Linked DNA regions of Acanthopagrus latus: region 1 is linked to region 2. The links are chromatin contacts, called in public Hi-C maps. All regions are on one chromosome and are shown on one strand. The core of a region is the stretch at or near the end of the contact, and the rest is flanking DNA. Distances in the headings are between cores, read along the strand shown. Region 1 holds the start of grm8b (glutamate receptor, metabotropic 8b). Region 2 holds the start of LOC119024712 (prosaposin receptor GPR37-like).

Region 1 (4,185 bases), core at 664-3,163, 170 kb after region 2:
TAAGAACGTTAAATCTGGACACATCTGTGGAAGCTGATATCTACAAAAGCAGCCCAGGTACGATAATACCTGGATCTTCTATGTTGTGGGGCCTATAACCAACCTCTGGCTTAGTGCATGATTTACTTGAATGGGGATAAAATAAAAATGTTGTGACACTCAACAAAATGTATCCAGTGTTTTACAGACCATCTTTCACAATGTTTAATACCACAGTGCATCACATATACAAAATAATTCTGCAAAAGTTGGTTTCAAAACTTCACAACCGCTTCGAACTGACTCGCTCGACTATCACAACTTGAGCCATTCGGTCCAGTAAAATTCAGAAACTCTTCAAGCGCTGAAAGACTTAATTATTTTATCCCTGTTCACGTCGGCAAGGCACAAAACCTTCGCCTCCATGGCTGTGTTAAGGTTTAAACATAACATCCTCTGAACCAACCAATCAGGAGCTAACAGGAAACCAGAGAGGCAGATTCAACAGGTCAGTGTAACTAGCTTGTAAATATAAATAAACAGTTAGCTGTGAACGCTTTGTATATATATATTTTGAGCAAAAACTCAAACCTATGAATGAACTTAACTTCAAAAATATACCAATTAGATTTACACCTGAAGCTTCTGGTTATATTTAGGGGAGCTGTGCAAAACGTGAGAATATGATCTATCTGCAAAACTTTCCAAAAATTCCCAAATCTCCCTCTCTCTCTCTCTCTCTCTCGCTCTCTCTCTCTCTCTCTCTCTCTCTCTCTCTCTCTCTCTCTCTCTCTCTCTCTCTCTCTCTCTCTCTCTCTCTCTCTCCCTCTCTCTCTCTCTCTCTCTCTCTCTCTCTCTCTCTCTCTCTCTCTCTCTCTCTCAGGCCAATTACAGTAAATGACGTTAAAGACGCGCACTCCAAATCTAAGAGGCAAAATGCGCGCAAGACATGCATAGTAATGTGCGCAACACCTGCGCGCACACATGGACGCTCCTCAGAGGTGCGAACACAGACTGACGTTTGGTTTGATTACACACACACACACACACACACACACACACACACACACACACACACACACACACACACACACACACACGATGTGAATGGTGATAAAGATTGAATCTGCATGCAGCGGTCTGTAAACCTGTTGTAGATTGGGAGTGTTGTGTTCAGGTACCTTCTCTCTCCGCAGCAGGAGCAGGTGTTTCCTCTGTGTCACAGGTCACACAGATGTTTTCTGTCTCCAGCTGTTCGTCACATCACACAAACATTTTCCTCTAAATTCCTCCGCGGGGACTCGATCCTGCGCCGCGTCAGCATCCATCAACCAAAAAGAATTGAAAGAAAATCCAAATCCACTTTTTTTTTTTTGTCACAGAGCGCAGAGTTGCTCCTGGTCCCGACAGACGGAGAAGCGGTAAATTCCTTTGAGCAGCAGCTCTCAGATGCTCCGGATCACCTGCGGGTGTCGGTTCGACTCCCCGCCGCCCAGAGCCCGGGTCCCTGTCCTCCCACAGGCACAGTGCTCGCTCTCAGATCAGTGTGTCTGGCTGCTCACCACAGTAAAAGAAAAGACGCGCTCACATCAGGGTGGAGTGCTTACAGAGGACCGGAGTCACTGACGCGCTCTGCTCCCGCTCCTCGCAGCTCTCCAAAGTGCGCGGTGCGACGCGGCGCGGCGCGGCTGTCCTGCGTCACAGGGAACACGGGAGGCTCCGGGGCTCATCACACCGGGCTGATGGGAGTCTGAGGGTCTCATCAAGTTCCCCCCGGGCGCAGAGCCGAGCTCGGGTCTGATCCTGGTCCCGGTGGATGGGGAGAGGGCACCCTGAGAGGAGGAGGAGGAGGAGCGCGTGTGCGGCTCGTGCGGCCACAGATGAAGTTAATGAGCTTCATCATCACGCAGCCTGTTGGAGAAGCTGCCGAGAGGCGCAGCAGCAGAGGTGGAGGCAGGACGCCACCCAGCGGACAAACACCGCAACTGCACACAGACACCTGCTGCGGTTCTTCATGGCTGCGTCACACACATCGGCTTTATATTGATCTGCGTCACTGTGAACAGGCTGATCGATTGATGCTTAAACATGCAGTGATGGAATTAAAGTACATTTACTCAAGTGATGTGCTTAAGGTAGAAAATGTGAACTTTATGTCCATTTTCTGCTTCAGTACTTTATCTGCTTATTTTATTTTTTACTCCACTAGATTTATTTGTTAACTTTAAATCAATGTGTTGAAGATCCGACTCAATAATCATCCAGGTTGATAAGCAATCGAAAAATGGCGTAATGCAGAATTGATTTTTATCTGCACTTTTGATGTTTAACTGTGATATCAGGTATGTTCTGACTTCTGCATAGGAGAAAGGAAAAAAACACACAATTTAGACAAACTCATAATGCTGGAAATTCAGAGATAAGGATAAAGTAAGGTGGTATGAAGACGCCTTCAGTCACAGCACTTTCCTTTTATTCCATGTTGACCCCAGAACATCAGCTGATGTTGATCCTGGAAAGATCTCTGCCAGCACAGAACAACAACAGATAAAACCTCACTATTTGCAAGATTGCAGTGCTGGTGTCTTCATGTGTCCATCATGTAAAGATTTGTCTCTTTTGGAAACAACATCTGTGTGTCACTATATCCCATCATGATATCCCATCACACTTGCGTGAGAAACACAGGTAAACACAAACGTTCCTTCGGTCAAACTCTTCTACAAACTGATATACACAAATACAAAATGATGTGACGTAAGTGATAAGACTGTGTGGATGCATGTTGACATTCAAATTTTACATTTAGTAGACGTTCTTGTCCAAAGCAGCTTGCAGTAATTCATACACTGGTGGTGGTGGTTCCCATGCAAGGTGCCAACCAGCTCATCAGGAGCAGACTGGGGTTCAGTATCTTGCCCAACAACTTTTTGACTTGCACACCAGGGGAATCGATCTAACAACCTTCCAATAACAACACACTGGCTCCACCCCTGAGGATGGATAAGCTGTAAAAGTAGTCACCATTGCTGATGAACATCTGTCAGACGTGACTCAGGCAGAAATGCTCACAGACGAGGTCGTCTTTTAAAGTTTCATTCAGTTCAGTCACCTTCACCAGCGTCCTTCTGCACTCTGGTGACCAAATGAAACAGACCACAGCTTGAGTTAGACTGTGGATTTCTCTGGGTTTATCATTGATGGAATAAAAAGGGATAATGTAAGTACACAACTCAACAAAATATATCACAATGGTCTTGTTGTTATGAGTCATTTTAATGCAGAAATGTTTTTATTATATCTCTCAGGACAGTCGTTCTACTGATCAAGCTGAATATTTCACATCACGTATCTGTTTACCTGCTGTCTGAAACAATGCACCATTCAACCGATACATTCACACACAAATCACCATTTTCATATTTCATATTTTACTACCTGAAAACCATATTTTTTTCTTCATTTTACGAGCACTCGCACTCTCTCTAATGATATTCTGCTGAGCTGGACTGTTTTCTCATCTAACACAGTTCATAGTCACGTTGAAACAACGAAACTGAAATGAATATGACACTTTATATACACGACCAAAAATTAGTTTGGGACATTTTAGTGTTTCACTTGATTGTTTAAAACATTTTGAAATAGGCACTGGGACATTTAAGGATTCAACAAATGCTTCGTAGTTTGGAGTACAGAGAGTCAGTGCGACAGTCAATGTAACATCAAACAACAACACAAGAAAAATTTAAAAATGTATAAATCAGAATCGGATCATCAATAAGGCACACCCGTTAATATCATATTATCGTTGCTCTACTCAGTGTGACTGACGGGAGTGATGATCAGCGGGGCAGAGTTTTTACCGTCCTGATTACTAGAGGGACTGAAGAACGGGTAGAGTCTCTCAGTGAAGCAGCAGCCAGTGATGGAGTAGAAAAGAGTGACAGCATTAACGTCAAAAAAGGAGACCAGACCCTCCTCATAATCCACAAACACCCCCACCTTCTCAGGCTGAGTCCTCAGAGGAATACGGTTTCCAGGCCCACCATTAGCTTTGTGTTCACTGGCATCCTTCCACCATATCGTCCAGAAACCATAAAAAGGAATCGGTCGGACTTTTGCCTTCCTGTCGATCGACTCTCTGACCACTCCAAATAGCCAGTCAGTCTTTCCTTTAACTTGAACCTCATAATAAAACTTTCC
Region 2 (3,693 bases), core at 214-2,713:
AAGCCTCGTCTCCGGGTACAAGTCGGATGCGCCGCGCTCCATTTTGCGCATCGTTTTTACGCACAGTGCGTCGGGGTGCCGGAGTCCCCAGCCGCTCAGGGGGCGACGGGTTTACAGTATCCAGCCAAGAGGCCTGCGCCTGCGCCTGCGTCCTCCCATTGTCCTCCCCGGTGACTGTGCGCCATCTCCGGCTCTGCACATTCCTATCAGCGGCGGTGGATTCATAATGAGGGCTGAAAGTCGTCTTTGTTTTCCAGTGGAACTGACTCGCGACGGCCTCGCTGCAGAGCCACAAACACAGTAACCTCGAGAAGGGAAGCAGCAGCATCGTGTGGTTCTGTCTAACCCGTCAGATCAAACTGATGTGTGATCCGAAATGATCGATCCATCTCCGGTTTCTCATAATCAGTCCAAAGAATTTTAAAAAAGGATAAAAGTTTAAAATATTGACTTCAAACCGCCGCAAACGATCAGTTTTCCTTCATCTTTGCGCGCAAACAGCCTTCAAAAAGTCTCCGGTCGTGGGTAAGAGGGGCACCTGTCGGGTTTGGGTGCGTCCCGGAGCGACTCCAGTCAGGAGGCATCCCCAAAGAGATGCAGAGCAGAGCGGGAGGGGAAAAAGTCCTCAAAGCGGGCTCGAAAAAGGAGAGAAAAGCGTCCAGATCCTCCGCAGCTGAGGGTGGAGGTGTGGGGAGAGGTTTTTTTTTTAAAGGTCCACCTCCGTCACATGAAGCGCACACAGCCGCTCCGGAGCGCCGGGGGAGGACGCGGTGAAATGCGACCGGTGGAGACGCCGAGCCCCGACTGAGAGACAGAAGAGGACCCGAGAGTAGGAGGAGGAGGAAGAGGACATGAGGGAGGGGGTGAGGAAGAGGAGGAGGAGGAGGAGGAAGGGGGTCATCTGTGAAACCTGCTCTGATCCGAGAAGAACCAGTAACACTGAGCTGCAAACTGCGTTGGATCATCAAGTTTAGATGTTATATTTAGATTTAACGCACTTACCTAAAGGAAACTGTTGTAGATCGGCAGCTCATAAAACAAGCAGCAAACACATGTTGATTTTTAAGGAAGTTAAGTTTAGTCAGTTTCTATAAACAACTGGATCTGCAGATGTTTCACAGTAACAATCCTGCAGGAAATCCACTGTGAACTTTTCTTATTCGTACATTTTCTCTTCAATCTATTGTTTAATTACTAAAAGTTTTAAATAATGTTCCAGTTCGTCTCCGCAGCTTCAGTCCAGTGACTCAGAAACGTTTTAGTTTGTCACTCAAAGTCATGACAGGACGAGTGTTTGTAGGTCTTGTGCGCCCTCTAGTGCAAAGTCAGAGTATCACACCTGCACTGATCTGATCTGGTTTCACACATTTATACCTGAAGTCAGAGCCGGCTGCAGACTTTCTCAGATGAAAATGTTGTTGATCCTGTGTGTGTGTGTGTGTGTGTGTGTGTGTGTGTGTGTGTGTGTGTGTGTGTGTGTGTGAATACTTTGGGTCTCCTCTGGCCGCATGGTTTCATCCGTACTGACCACCTCGCTCTACTTCTGGTCTTCAGGTTTTTCTTCTTCGGGGCGTCTGCAGGAGAGAAACGTCATGAAATCATCATAAACACATAAATATATAAAGTCAAGTACTTTATTAGATGTGTAATACTGTCAGCTGACCAGCAGATGTCACAGTGACACCACAGATAACTAGAAGTTCTCTGAGTGACGAGCACAAAGTCACATTTAGACGTGTTTTATAAAATTCCCCTGCAGTAACATTAACAGTGTTTCATCGGACAGACTCATCCATCCGTCCATCCATCCGTCCATCCGTCCATCTATCCATATACAGCCACTAAAATATCCACAACTTCCTGAAAAAGTTATTCATTTTATTTTGAAAGATTCCTGCACAGGAAACAGCAGATATTTTTTGTTAAATACAGTCACGTGTCAGTTTTCTTACATTTTTGCAGCAACTTTTTTATTTACATTATTTATTTCTGCACAATAAATACAATAAAAAACAAAACAAAACACAAAAGTTGTGAAAACACAAAATGATCAAACAGAAACAGGAGTTTTTCAGCAGGACTCTGGTTTGATCTTTGACCTGCAGGTGGTTCAGGCGGGTTCAGGTTTGGAGTTTGGTGAAGGCGGTGTGACAGATCTGGTAGCAGGTTCGGTTCTGTCCCTCGTCGTCCGCTGCTCGGTACGCTGACAGACACAGATCGAGCCACGGACGCTCACCTGGGGACACACAAACACACCTGACAAACAACCTCGCACGTGTGTGTTTATATGTGGCGGACCCTGCCACCCTTCCAGCTTTAAACACAGTTCTGGGACCTTATTTTTCTCTGAGAACAGTTTTTTTTTATTCACTCATGGAAAAACTTAATATTCCTGATTTTGAATTATGTCATTAATGTTGTAAATATTAAAGTTCTATGTTTGAATTTCATTAACAACAAAAAAAAACAAAAAAAACCACAGTGCCCCTTTAAACTCTTTTGGCTCTGTTTGGAGTGAACACCCGAGCGTCTCGTCTTAGCAGAGGATTAAACATCTTATTCCTGCGTACGATGTATTTTACAGAATACTTTGTCTTGTATTCATTTGACAGCTGTTCATTTCTCTTCACTATGATACTTAAGTGACGGACGTACCGGTGCCGCCGTCTGGTGAAGAGAGGGAGTCCATTGTTTGACGAATCCTGTCCTGAGCCTCCTGATTGGCTGCTGCGTCCTCCGCCGACACACTGAAGAACAACTCCTGAAGACAGACACCAACCTTCATCATCATCATCGTTAACTTTTACTTTGAAATCATTCAGCAGTTAAACAAACTTCAGACTGCTTCCTGCATCGTTTACGTGACGGTCCAGACCAGCAGGACTTTAGATGACGTGCTTTTTGAAACTCACGGCGTCTCTCCACAGGAAGACCTCCAGCGTGTCGGTGGCGTCCTGCAGCTCGAGCTTCATCAGCAGGCAGAACTTCAGCAGCTGAACACCGAGAGCTGCAGACCGAAGAACCAGAGACACTTACAGCATGATTCATTTCAGAGGAAAACAAACCGGCTAGATCAGACCTGAGATCAGCAGAGGTGGGAAGACAAGGAGCCTTTCACAAAACTTGTGAAGTTTTATCACATTTGAAAAAACTGATTTTAAAAGAAGCTGATGACTTTTGAAGCAGCAGAACAAGCAGAAAACACATTTCTGGCATTTTCCAGTGGGAGTTTTATCTCCACCTCCTCAGTTTCCTCTGACAGAGAGTCAAAGAAAACTCTCTCTCACCTTCTGCAACGATCTTCTCATCGATCAGCTCGACTCCTTCAGCAGACGGTTCCCTCAGAGCGGCCTGAGAGCAGCGACGGCACCTACGACACAAACGGGAAGTCAAGGAATCCCTGGTATTTAATACATCTTTTAACACTTTTGACATGAAATATCCTCCTGACACCAGCACTCATCGCTCGATTTGGAGAAATTGTCACCAAGAGTTCAGAGTGTGAAGTTCACCTCTCACCCGTAGTATCTCTTCCTGCCTCTGAACAGGAAAGGCGCCGACAGGTCGAGCAGAGTCAGCTGACCTCCCGATGACCTCACAGGGACGATGTTCTGGTAGCCGGACGCCAGTCGACACGTTTCCGCCAGAGTCGAACCTGCGAGACACCAGAAGGTCTGTGAGCTGGATGCAGAC

The links. A called contact is a pair of places that touch in the nucleus more often than the background predicts.
Region 1: a contact with region 2 is called in a Hi-C map of muscle, with 6 times the contacts expected there. The contact joins the promoter of grm8b here to the promoter of LOC119024712 in region 2. A contact is called at or near these places in 2 of 4 Hi-C or Micro-C datasets (liver and muscle).

The regions. Positions count from the first base shown.
Region 1 is chr8:2,527,400-2,531,584 of fAcaLat1.1, forward strand. It overlaps grm8b (glutamate receptor, metabotropic 8b), which reads right to left and starts at 1,914. Exons shown (of 11, transcript XM_037107980.1): 1 at 1,161-1,914. It overlaps LOC119023941 (E3 ubiquitin-protein ligase TRIM21-like), which reads right to left. Exons shown (of 2, transcript XM_037106257.1): 2 at 3,235-4,185. The coding sequence ends at 3,796.
Region 2 is chr8:2,355,685-2,359,377 of fAcaLat1.1, forward strand. It overlaps LOC119024712 (prosaposin receptor GPR37-like), which reads right to left and starts at 1,464. Exons shown (of 2, transcript XM_037107733.1): 1 at 1-1,464. The coding sequence starts at 328. It overlaps pot1 (protection of telomeres protein 1), which reads right to left. Exons shown (of 20, transcript XM_037107729.1): 16 at 3,520-3,655; 17 at 3,288-3,370; 18 at 2,913-3,007; 19 at 2,656-2,761; 20 at 1,947-2,236. The coding sequence ends at 2,121.